Linked DNA regions of Ovis aries: region 1 is linked to region 2. The links are chromatin contacts, called in public Hi-C maps. All regions are on one chromosome and are shown on one strand. Each heading gives the region's core, a stretch centred on a gene start, on an enhancer-like site or on the middle of the called end of the contact. The rest is flanking DNA. Distances are from core to core; before and after follow the strand shown.

What was found. A called contact is a pair of places that touch in the nucleus more often than the background predicts.
Region 1: a Hi-C map of tail adipose tissue shows a contact between it and region 2, with 2.1 times the contacts expected there. The contact joins the promoter of TLX1 here to the enhancer-like site in region 2. A contact is called at or near these places in 4 of 16 Hi-C or Micro-C datasets (liver, muscle, omental adipose tissue and 1 more).

The regions. Positions count from the first base shown.
Region 1 is chr22:21,719,179-21,724,310 of ARS-UI_Ramb_v3.0, reverse strand. TLX1 (T cell leukemia homeobox 1) reads right to left here and starts at 3,095. Exons shown (of 3, transcript XM_027960454.3): 1 at 2,267-3,095; 2 at 52-253. The coding sequence starts at 2,846.
Region 2 is chr22:21,635,795-21,641,709 of ARS-UI_Ramb_v3.0, reverse strand. No RefSeq gene overlaps it. Among named protein-coding and RNA genes, the nearest start is that of SFXN3, 10 kb to the right of the region's middle. Within about 2 kb of position 2,904, at least 21 of the 54 cell types and tissues checked have an H3K27ac peak or open chromatin away from gene starts, as enhancers often do. A contact at or near this core is called in liver and tail adipose tissue, where this site is marked.

The DNA of each region.
Region 1 (5,132 bases), core at 1,846-4,345, 82 kb before region 2:
CCAGGAGAGGCCTGGAACCAGAGACTGTACCGCCCAAACCCGCCAGCTCACCTCCACTTTGTCCGCCGGTTCTGGAACCAGGTTTTGACTTGCGCGTCGGTCATTTTGAGCGCCTTGGCCAGGGCGGCGCGCTCGGCCGAGGCCAGGTACTTCTGGCGGTGGAAGCGCTTCTCCAGCTCGCAGATCTGCAGGCGCGTGAAGGACGTGCGCGGCTTCTTCTTCTTGGGGGGCGTCCGATTCTGATAGGGGTGACCTATACGGCGTGTTACAGTGAAGGGTGAGAGGGCCACTGGAGCGGGAGAGACAGACAGACGGCAGAGGCAAGCGGCAGAGCGTCAGGAGGCGTCCCAGGCCCGACACCCCGCGAGTCAGCAAGCCCAGCGGCTAGACCCCAAAAGCAGGGCTGTGGTCCTCCTGTCAGCCCTCAGCTCCAAGCCTGAAATGGCCCCCCACCCAGCGGCCCGCCAGGCCGACGCCATGGGCTCTGCAGTCTTTTTGAGGGGCATGTCCAAGGCGAGCTAAAGGTTGCATTCCCCTCATAGCCCCAGGCCTCCAGCCTCAGAGAAGCTGCTCAACAGTAAGAGACCATCCTTGGTCAAGGCCAGGAATCCTGGATCCTGACCTGAGGCCTCCATTACACACCAACATACAGACACATCACATACAACAGGGGACAAATTAGAGCTCTACAGACCCAGACAAGCTGACACACAGGCAAGCACAGGCACAGAGACAGATGCATAAGGTGACAGCCATAAGCTCCTTCTGAGCCTTCTTTAGGGCTGAAGCAAGGTTAGAGCAGGCTGTGGCTCCCCTCAGTGGGCTATGTGGAGCACCTTTCCACCAGTGGGTTCCCAGTGGTTCCAGGCTGGCAGTGGTGGTGGTGTTCCATCAGGGCCCTTTAAGATTAGCTTGGCCTGGCTGGGGGAGTAGGACGGGGCACTAGGCTCTGCCTCCCCAGGAATGAGAGGACTTGGGCTGGGTCACAGGGGCCCTTCTTGAGGCCCACAGTGGAATGGATCTTCTGCTTTCCTCCACCCCTCTTTGCCACTGACCCAGAATCTGGGCCAAGGTTTCAAGGCTGGAACACGACCCTAGCCCAGGGTCTAGCTCTTAACTGCCTATTCCCCTTCTACCGTTGGGCCCTGGAGCCCGAGCCCCACGGGAATCCCACGTCGTGGTCGATCTAGGCAGCCGCCTGTGCCTCCTGCTTCCTCTCTAAGGCCCCGCCGGGAACCCAGGCTCAATTCAGGGCTGTTTCCCAGCGGACTTGGGGGCCTGGCCTGGCCTGGCGGGAAGATGGCAGTCTCACATCCAGGGAACACTAGGGGCGGCGGGAAGTGAGGCGGCGTGGAAAAGGACCCGCGCAGGAGCAAAAGCTGAGTGCCGTGAGCGGAAGCAGGAGCGGAGGGAGCCGAGGCAGGCAGAAGCAAGGCGCAGAGCAGGCAGCGGAGAGGAGGGCAGACGGCCACCGCCGAGTGCGTTATCGTCCCAGGGGTTCTTTCGGCTGCCGATCGATCACGGGCCTGGCCGGTGCGTTATTCACGCCAGAGGAAACGAGGCTGGGCCCAGAGCGGAGGACGCCGAGCCGGGACAGAACGAAAACGGAGCGGGCGGCTCAGCCTAGTCGCTGCCACTGACCCGGACGGGGCCCGCAGTCCGGGAAGAAAGGCCGGCCAGCTCTGCGTCTTAACTCCGGCTCACGGCCTCTATCGGGTCGGGTAGCGCGACGGGCACTGGACCTCGGAGAGCAGAGTATGTGCGTGCGTGTGTGTGTGTGTGTGTGTGTGTGTGTGTGTGTGTGTGTGTGTGTGTAGGGGAAGGAAGGTGGGGAACCTGTTTCCCTTGAGTCTGATTCTGGGATTCGCCGCCTCGGCCAGACAACGTCTGCCAGGACGGAAGAAACAGCTTGTTCACCTCGCGCCCCTTTCTCCAAGATCCCTGAGCCCCAAATGCCGGCAGAAGGTAGTCCCGAAGCTACAACCCCTTCCCTTCGCCTGACCGGCCCAGGGACTCCAAGAGGGGATCAGGCAGAACTTCTCAGAGCAGGGGGTCCTGTGGGAGAGACGGAGAGGGGCCCAGGCTGGGAGAACTCTTCCAGCGAGTCGATTCCGCGAGAGAGGCGGCGGGCGGCTGAACTTGGGGGAAGCACCCAGAAGAGCCGGGCGGCCGGGCGCAGAGGGGGCTGCAGGGAGCCCCGGGGCGGAGGAGGGGTAGAGGAGAGCCGGGGCCGCGGCCAGGCGGGGCGCGCGCGGGCCGGACTCACCTGTGAACCTGTCCTTTGTGTATCTGCGGTTACTCTCCATCCAGGGGAAGGTGAGGCCGGTGAGGTTATTGACGCCCGGGACGGCAGGCACGGAGGACACGGTGGGCAAACCGGTAGCCAGAGGTTGAGGGTGGGCCACCGTTCCAGCTAGCGGCCTGTGCGCAGGCACTCGGATCACTCCCGCAGCACTCAGCGCGCCCCCGCCGCCGCCGCCGCCACCCCCGCCGCCGCCGCCACCGGGACCGGGGCCGCCCGCCAAGGCCATGTTCACGTTGTAGGAGCCGGCCAGCGGGCCCATGCTGCACGCGCCGCCGCCGCCGCCCGCCGAGCCACCCGGGCCACTCGGGCCTCCAGCGCCATAGGCCCCCGCGCCCCCGGCCCCCGGCCCGGCTGCGGGGCCCCCGCCGCCGTAAGGGTAGGCGCCTCCAACCAAACAGCCAAGGCCGTATTCTCCGTCCTGGAGGCGCGAGGAGGGCCCCATGCAGCCGCCCTGGTCTGGGCTGTTGAGGATCTGGTCGATGCCAAAGCTGATGGGCTCCGCGTGGCCCGGGTGGAGATGGTGCGGACCCAGGTGCTCCATGCTGGCCCCCGACCCCGGCCCCACGGCGGGGGGGGGGGGGCCTGGGCGGTGGCACTCTCTGTGCTTGGCTCGGGGACAGCGCGCGGCGGCGCGGAGGCGGCAGCGGCTCCTGGCTGCGTGGAGACTTGGAGGCGAAGTGCGCAGAAGGGCTAAAGTGGGGGGGGGTTGCGGAGGGGAAGGAGAGAGGGGGCGCGGTATTCTTCCCCTCTCCGGCTGCTCCTTCCCCTCTCCGGCTGCTCGGTCGCTGTTGACTCTGGGACATCAATCACCGGGCGAAAAAGCCCGGTGCGAGCTAGCCTCTCAGTTTCGGCCGGGTCTCTCCATTGGCTGTGAGCGGAGAGGAGCGGGGTGAATGACAGCGCGGGGGAGGGGCGGAGAAGGCGAGAGGAAAGCCTGGAGCGGAGACAGACTTAGGAGCCAGAGACGGAGGGACTGAGCCCGAAGCTCAGAGAAGTAGCTCGGGAGGAGAGGGAAGAGGCGAACCAGAGGCTTCAAAGGAGAAAGAATAGGAGGCTGGCATTCCCAGAGACGGAAAGACAGATGGCCTCAAGGAGGTGGAGGTCAGAGCCCTCTTCCCCGCCTGGCGGGAGCCACCTCCTCGCTTAGAACTGGGCCGGAGGAGCTCGCCCACCAGGCCTGTGGGGAAGGGGCACCCAGCGCTACCGGAGAATCTCCCCAGGGGCTCAGCCGGGAAGCTCCAGTCTGTCAACCAGAGGATTTACTCCCAATTTTGTCTGGCTTGTTAGAAAGTAGAAGGCTGCCTGCTCCCCGGGGTATGCCTCCCAGACAGGAAGGTGAGTTCAGGATTGTCTTTTAAAACAAGGGCTTATGAACAGTGGCTATGTGTTGTTGAAAAAGTCAGCAGCAACCTCACCTCAGCCTATTTAGAGAAACTGAGGAAGAGAAACTTCCTAAAAGGCAATCACAAGTCAGAGGAATTGGCTTGGGGCCTGCTTCGGAGGTGCCCAAGATACCTCCTTTCCTTTTAAATAGAAGTCCCAAGAAGCAGTTTCCACAGTATGCGAATGAATTCAATCAGATTGCTTTCACCAGGGCTGGTTATTCCAAGCAAGAAACCTTTGGATTGTAGCAAGGGGAAGGAATTATTTTCTTACTTTTGGAATCTTGGAAGGGAGGCCTAGGGGCTTAAGGCAGTGGGGGCTGGGTATGGTGGGACCAAGATCAGGGAAGTACAGCAGGACAAATTTAGGCCTTTTCAAAGTTTTGCCTGTGGCTGACTGGCTTAGAGCCCAGGAGAGAAGAAGGAAACTCCCTTTTTCTGCTTCCTCTCTTTCTCCTCTTTAGCAGAGAAATGTCTGCTCCCTCCTAGGCGCCAAGCCCTAGTAAGGGCACAGGTTGGATCACTTGGGATCTATTTCTGCTCTAGTTCAGATTCAACAGGTCTTCAGGGAGGGGCTGTCTATCAGACAAGATGCTAGAATGTGGTGGCTCACATTCTGCTTAACAAGTCTCATTGCAATTTACTTGCTTTGGCCATATGTGTTACTGTAACCTGAAGAGAGCTCCATGGAGGCAGGGAATGGTTTCTTCATCTCTGTTCCTCCCTGTGGAGTGCAGCCCCAACCCATGAAATATACTTATCTTGGGTAAATAATGAATGAAAGAACCTCTTTATTCAACACATATTTTATTTAATATCTACTACGTGTCAGTCGCTGTTCTTGGCACTGGGAAAACAGCAGTGAACAAAACAAAGTTCCTGTCCTCATGGAGGTTATATTCCACAGCATGAGTGAGACAGTAAACAGAGAAGCAAGCACAATAAGCCAGATGGTGGAAAGTGTTATGTAGGGCGTAAACTCTACACCAAGTCTTCAAGACAAGGATTATTCCCATTTTATGGATTCAAGGAAACCACATTTCAGCAAGGCTAAATGACTTGATCAGGATGAAGGAGTGGGGTTTAACTTGCTTTTATGGGTTGGCCTGGAAAGCTGGCTGCTGGTTTGTGGCACATTTCTATGGGAAAAATCTTGCTTGGGCTCCAGGCAGGTGGACAAAGGCCCCTCAAGAAAAAGCCAAGTATGAAGCTGGTGGTCATTTGTAAACATTAAGCAGAAACATGAGAAAGAACTCTATTCCCTTGCCAGTTCTCTCCTCTCCACCCTCCCAGGCAGGCATACTACACCTCTACACAGGAGGTTCCAGACTTCCTTTGGAAGTTGTTTGAACCTGAATGAGTCTCTTGTCTCTTATCTTGAGGGAACTAAAGCGGAGATAAACATAAATATTTTGCTGAGAAACTAGTGTGCCAGGCACTGATCT
Region 2 (5,915 bases), core at 1,655-4,154:
CCATCACCAACTCCCAGAGTTTACTCAAACTCATGCCCATTGAGTCAGTGATGCCATCCAACCATCTCATCCTCTGTCATCCCCTTCTCCTCCTACCTTCAATCTTTCCCAGTATCAGGGTCTTTTCAAATGAGTCAGCTCTTCGGATCAGGTGGCCAAAGTATTTGAGTTTCAGCTTCAACATCAGTCCTTCCAATGAATATTCAGGACTGATTTCCTTTAGGATGGACTGGTAAGAAGTCATCTGATTTAGCCAAAGGAAAATAACTAAAATCTTATCCACAGCTTATGGGTCAGATATAAACAGGGGAGTCTGATAGCCTGGGGGTTCAGGTGTTAGAAGCCAGCATGCAGAATGTGGCTCTGAAAGAAAATCACTAGCAGTGATGATCAAGTCTAGCAGGACAAACCAGACACAGAAGCCTTGATAAGCATAAAAAGCAGTTGCTTAATCTTATTTCACCACTACCCACCACCACCCCTGATCCTACTGTGCCGTGATACCCTGGAAAGGAGGTCATGACAATGAAAGTGTATCACCAGAGACTCTGCTGTGGGAAACCGAACAAGAATGAGGTGCTGTCTCTTTCCCAGCATACCTTAAAAGATGGCAGCTCAAAAAAAAAAAAAAAAAAGATGGCAGCTCAGAGCCAGTCCCAAGAACTGGCAGGTCAGCACCACAGAAACTGCCAAGAGGAAAAGGCACTGGCATGTAGAAGGAAGCAGATAGACAACAGAGCTGGAGACAGTGGCTCTGATTACATGTTAGATATTCTGTCCCCACCTCCCTGCATTTAAGACTCCTAGAGAGACGCAGAGAGGGAGGGCTGAGTTCCCTCTCTTGCTGGCTATCATATGTTAGAACATCTCTAGGAACAAGCTTCACTTTGCCTAGGGGACTTATCAAGTCACATTACCCCCCAGATTCTGACACACCTCCCTGGGAGGATAAGCTGGAAATCCCTGAAGCTGTGAGCCACTATTTCTGTTGTGAATATGTCATGTCTTTTAAGTTTGTTGAGGAGTAAAATAGATTGAGAGCCACTGTGTCAGTAAACTAACCTTGGACAAATATCTGAGTGTGGTTTAGAGCACTTTTGGATTCCACATTCATTTATTCAGGAAACATGTATCATGTACCTACTGTGGATCAGGCACTATTACAGGTGCAGTGGGCATGCACAGGAAAGTGAAGATATGAGTGGTTGCTTAATGGGTATAGAGCTTCAGATGTGCAAGATGAAAAAGTTATGAAGATCTACTCCACAATGACGTGAATATACTTAACACTACTGAACTGTACACTTAAACATGATTAAGATGGTAAGGTTTATCTTACGTGTTTTTTTAATCACAATAAAAAAAAGTGAAGATATGATGCCTGCCCTCAGCTTTTTCATTTAAACTGGAGAGAAGCATTTGTATAGGATCAATAGGAAAACATACTGTAGCAAATACCACTCAGGTTAATTCCCAGCTCACGATAATTGCCCTTCTTTGAGAACAGCCCCAACCACAGAGAGGGACCTAAAGTAATGATGCACAATGCCCTTGCAACTTGACCCTGACCTCTGGCTACTTCCTAGGGGCAGACAACTGATATAAGCTGCACCAATTTTTGAAACTTGAACAGAGGGACTGAAGCTGTTACCTTTATGACAGTGTCTCAGTACTGCCATCGCTGAGGCCTCTGGAGCTGCTCAGTTTCTTGCCCTTTCTAAGGCCTGGTTGATTAGCTCCATCTCTGGTTCTGAGAGCTATGGCAGAATCCTTTCAATTGAATGAAGCTATCCACAATCATTCTCTACTGCTGTCCACAAATAACTTCAACTATAACCCAAACCAGTAGTGCTCCTTCTGGGAAATAAAAGTTGAGGATTTGCTAGTGACAGAGGAGGGGAGGGTTTCAGTCAGAAAATAGCATAGGTGGTTAATTTATAGATTGAAATAGCAAATTCTTGTTTCACAAGCACTTTACCCTGAAGGAGCTGCAGTGTTGCCTGTTACAGATGGAGTTATTTTCCTAGTGGATGTGAGGGGATGGTGGCGAGGACAGAGTTGTGTGAATAGCCTAAATTATTCACAGTTCCTCCCCCATTCTCCTGGTCCTTGTTATTCAGTTGCAAAATGTTGCTGGGAAGACTGGAAGGAGAAAGCTTGAGGAGGCTGTTGCGGCTGCTATGGTCCTTCTGGCAGCCTGGGCTGTGGCTGCCAGTGAGGGAAAACATATTTATAAAAGAAGAGTGAAGGGGGCAGCTTCAGAGGCTCTCTTTGGGAAAATGATACAACTGATTCGAGGTTCCTCCACGAATTCTAGCAAAAGATTGTTCGGCTTCAGGACCCGAGATCAGTGCAACATGCAGGGAGACTGACGAAGAGGGGCCCGCCTGCCGAGCACTGGCTGTGTGCCAGCAGGTGGGATGGGACTCCTCACCCAACAGTCCATTTCTACTCAGCGCTGGGCACAGAGCCACACTTAGCAGAGTTTACTGAACTGTGGCATGCACGGGCAGAGAGACGGAGAGACGACGGAAGGCGCAAGATGCAGAGTCAACAGCCTCACGGGCCGCTGCGGGGTGGTGGGGATGGTGGGGGGTGTGGGGGGGGGGTGGGGTAGGACAAACAAACAGGCCTTGGAACCCAGGAAGGGCCTCGCTTGATTCCTCGAAAACCTCGCATGTTTCTGGGCGGGAAGTCAAAAGGCGGAGGCTGGGGAGCTTGTGGGTTTCGAAACTGGGAACTAGGGAGGGGATTTGGCGGATTTAACGGCCCAGGACCCAGATGATCAACGAAGCGGATCTGTGACCCGTGACGCAGGTTCCAAGCTCAGGTAGGCGTAGAGAACTGTATCCTCAACCTGCTGCGCTAAAGCCGTTGCCGGGGAAATAGGGAGGAGGCGGAGCCAACCGAACTTGGACTGACGGGAGCCACAGCAGGGGCGGGACTCTGCTTCTGACTGGTTATGTTCCTCGCGAGGGGCGTGGCTCGCTTACGACCAAGCGGCCGCAGGGGCGGGTTGGCTTGAGACTGACAAGCTTGACTGGGAGGAAATAGGACTTGGTTTTAACAAGTAGGGCACCAGCCAGGGCGGGACTAGGATAGTCTGATTGCCATAAGTCCATAGGGCAGGAGTTAAAGCTAACCCGAACCGCCTGTCCTACGCAGACATTGGTGAGGTGATTTGGGAGAATAACACTGAAACATATATATTCAGTTCAGTTCAGTTCAGTCGCTCTGTCGTGTCCGACTCTTTGTGACCCCATGGACTGCAGCACGCCAGGCCTCCCTGTCTATCACCAGCTCCCGGAATTTACTCAAACTCATGCCCATTGAGTCAGTGATGCCATCCAGCCATCTCATCCTCTGTCGTCCTCTTCTCCTCCAGCCTTGCCTTCAATCTTTCCCAGCATCAGGGTCTTTCCAAATGAGTCAGCTCTTCGGATCAGGTGGCCAAAGTATTTGAGTTTCAGCTTCAACATCAGTCCTTCCAATGAATATTCAGGACTGACTTCTTTTAGGATGGACTGGTTGGATCTCCTTGCAGTCCAAGGGACTCTCAAGAATCTTCTCCAACACCACAGTTCATAAGCATCAATTCTTTGGCGCTCAGCTTTCTTTATAGTCCAACTCTCACATCCATACATGACTACTGGAAAAAACATAGCCTTGACTAGACGGACCTTTGTTGGCAAAGTAAAGTCTCTGCTTTTTAATATGCTGTCTAGGTTGTCATAACTTTTCTTCCAAGGAGTAAGCATCTTTCATGGCTGCAGTCACCATCTGCAGTGACTTTGGAGCCCCAAAAAATAAAGTCTGCCACTATTTTCAACATATATATATTACCATATGTAAAATAGTCAGCAGGAGTTCGATATATGATGCAGGGAACCCAAAGCCAGGGTTTTGTGACAACCTCAAGGGGTTGGGATAGGGAGGGAGGTGGGAGGGGAGTTCAAGAAGGAAGGGACCTATGCATACCTAATGCTGATTCACATTGATGGGTAGCAAAAACCATAACAATCCTGTGAAGTAATAATCCTCTAATTTAAAGAAAGAATTAAAGAAGAAGAAAATATGTTGGCCTCCATTGGAAATATATACATTAAAAAAATAATAAATGATGTCAAACTCGTTAGCCCCAGTGGCCAAGGAAAACAGACCCTGGCTCCCTCCTTATAGCCAGGGTAAGCCAGGCCTCCAGATCCAAGCCATTTTTACCCCTTAGAACATGGACCAGGAGAGAGGAAGAAGGCTGGGGAGGAAGGCCAAGGATACTGATACAAGTTCCCAGAGAAGGTTCCCGGAGTTTGAGCACTGGAAGACAGGAGACCCAAGAATGGGGCAGATTACTTTCCAGTGAGTAAAGTGCTATCTCTGCCCAAATGCTAGCTTCCAAAGAAAATTCCAAGCATGTGGAAGCAGTTTGGAAAGCATACCTCACTAGGATTTTCCCCTAAAGAACCTGTGAAGTTAACCTAAACCAAACTTTTTTTCTTTTCAGAAGCTGGTGTGAAACTAGGAATTTTGGTGGCAGAGAAGCCTTCCTACTAACTGGCCCACTGGTGCCTTGGCCAGTCTTCTCTCTAACGTGGTTTAGTATTATCTGCAGAGTACAATAATTGTTACTAAATGTTCTTAATGATTTTGTTTTACGAAGATTCCTGCATCTCACTTCCTAAGTGGATTTCTTTTGCCTAGATTTTCCAGTAAAGTGTAAGGCCTCTTTTCAAGGGGATTGCCAATGGCCAAAGCTATAACTGTAGAAAGAGGTTTCAAGATTTGACCCAGGGTGCCAGCTGGGCTTGGTGGGAGACACTGTTCCCTAGTAGGATGCAATTGAAACTGGTTATCTAACTGTCATCCCATAGTTAATCAAGAATAGGAATCTTTGCTTATACTCCTTGTTATAAAACCCTCAAGCTTGGAAACTCTTCAGTGGCTTTGGTAAAAGGTCTGTCAATTTTTACTGCCCTGTAAACAAACTGGGCCAGGGAGGAGATGCCCTGGAATGTCAAAAGGACTAGAAGAATGATCTCAAGTTTAACTGGTGGGTGAGGAAAAAGGATAGCCAGGCTTCAGAGTCACTCAACTTGGCTTGAATCCTGATTCCACCACCAGATAGTTGTATAGCTGTAAGCAATTTTCTTAATGTCTTAATAAGTCTGTTTTCTTGCTATAGTGAAAGTGACAGTCGTTTAGTCGTGTCCAATTCTTTGCGACCCATGAACTGTCACCTGCCAGGCTCCTCTCTCCATGGAATTCTCCAGGCAAGAATACTGGAGTGGGTATCCACTCCCTTCTCCAGAGGATCTTCCCAACCCAGGGATTGAACCATGGGTTTCCTGCATTTTTCTTGCTATGAATGGACATAATATATCTGGCCTCACAAGGGTGGTTGTGGAGCTCAAAAGACACAACGGACTTACAGCACTTAGTTTCATTAAGCCTGCCTGGCATGACTGGAAGGACTCAATGAGCATTAGCTAGCATCACCCCCTACTGTCCATCAAGTAAACTACTTTCCACAAGGAATGGGTTAGCTCAGGCCAGGTAACAGGTCACCTGAGGCTGTTGTGGGACCATTCAGTCCTAAAGATTCCTAAAGATTTCTCTTGACAACCTACTGTGAGAACTTTAGGTTGGGGGAAAAAAGGAGTGTGTAGAGGTGTGTGGCACTCTAACAACTTCTCTGATAGAGCTAGGCAGTCCTTATTCCTCTAGCCTTCCTCTCTTAGAGGTTACCACCACATCCCATGCCAAATGACTGAAGACAACCAAGAAGCCTGAGTTGATTTGTAGGTGTGCGATCAGCCCCTTCCCACCCCCGGCCCCCACTCCAGCTCCCCTCTCCTTCAAGGGAATAGGAGGTGGAGCCATCATCTATCTACCTGCATCCTTCCTTTAGTACTCTGGGT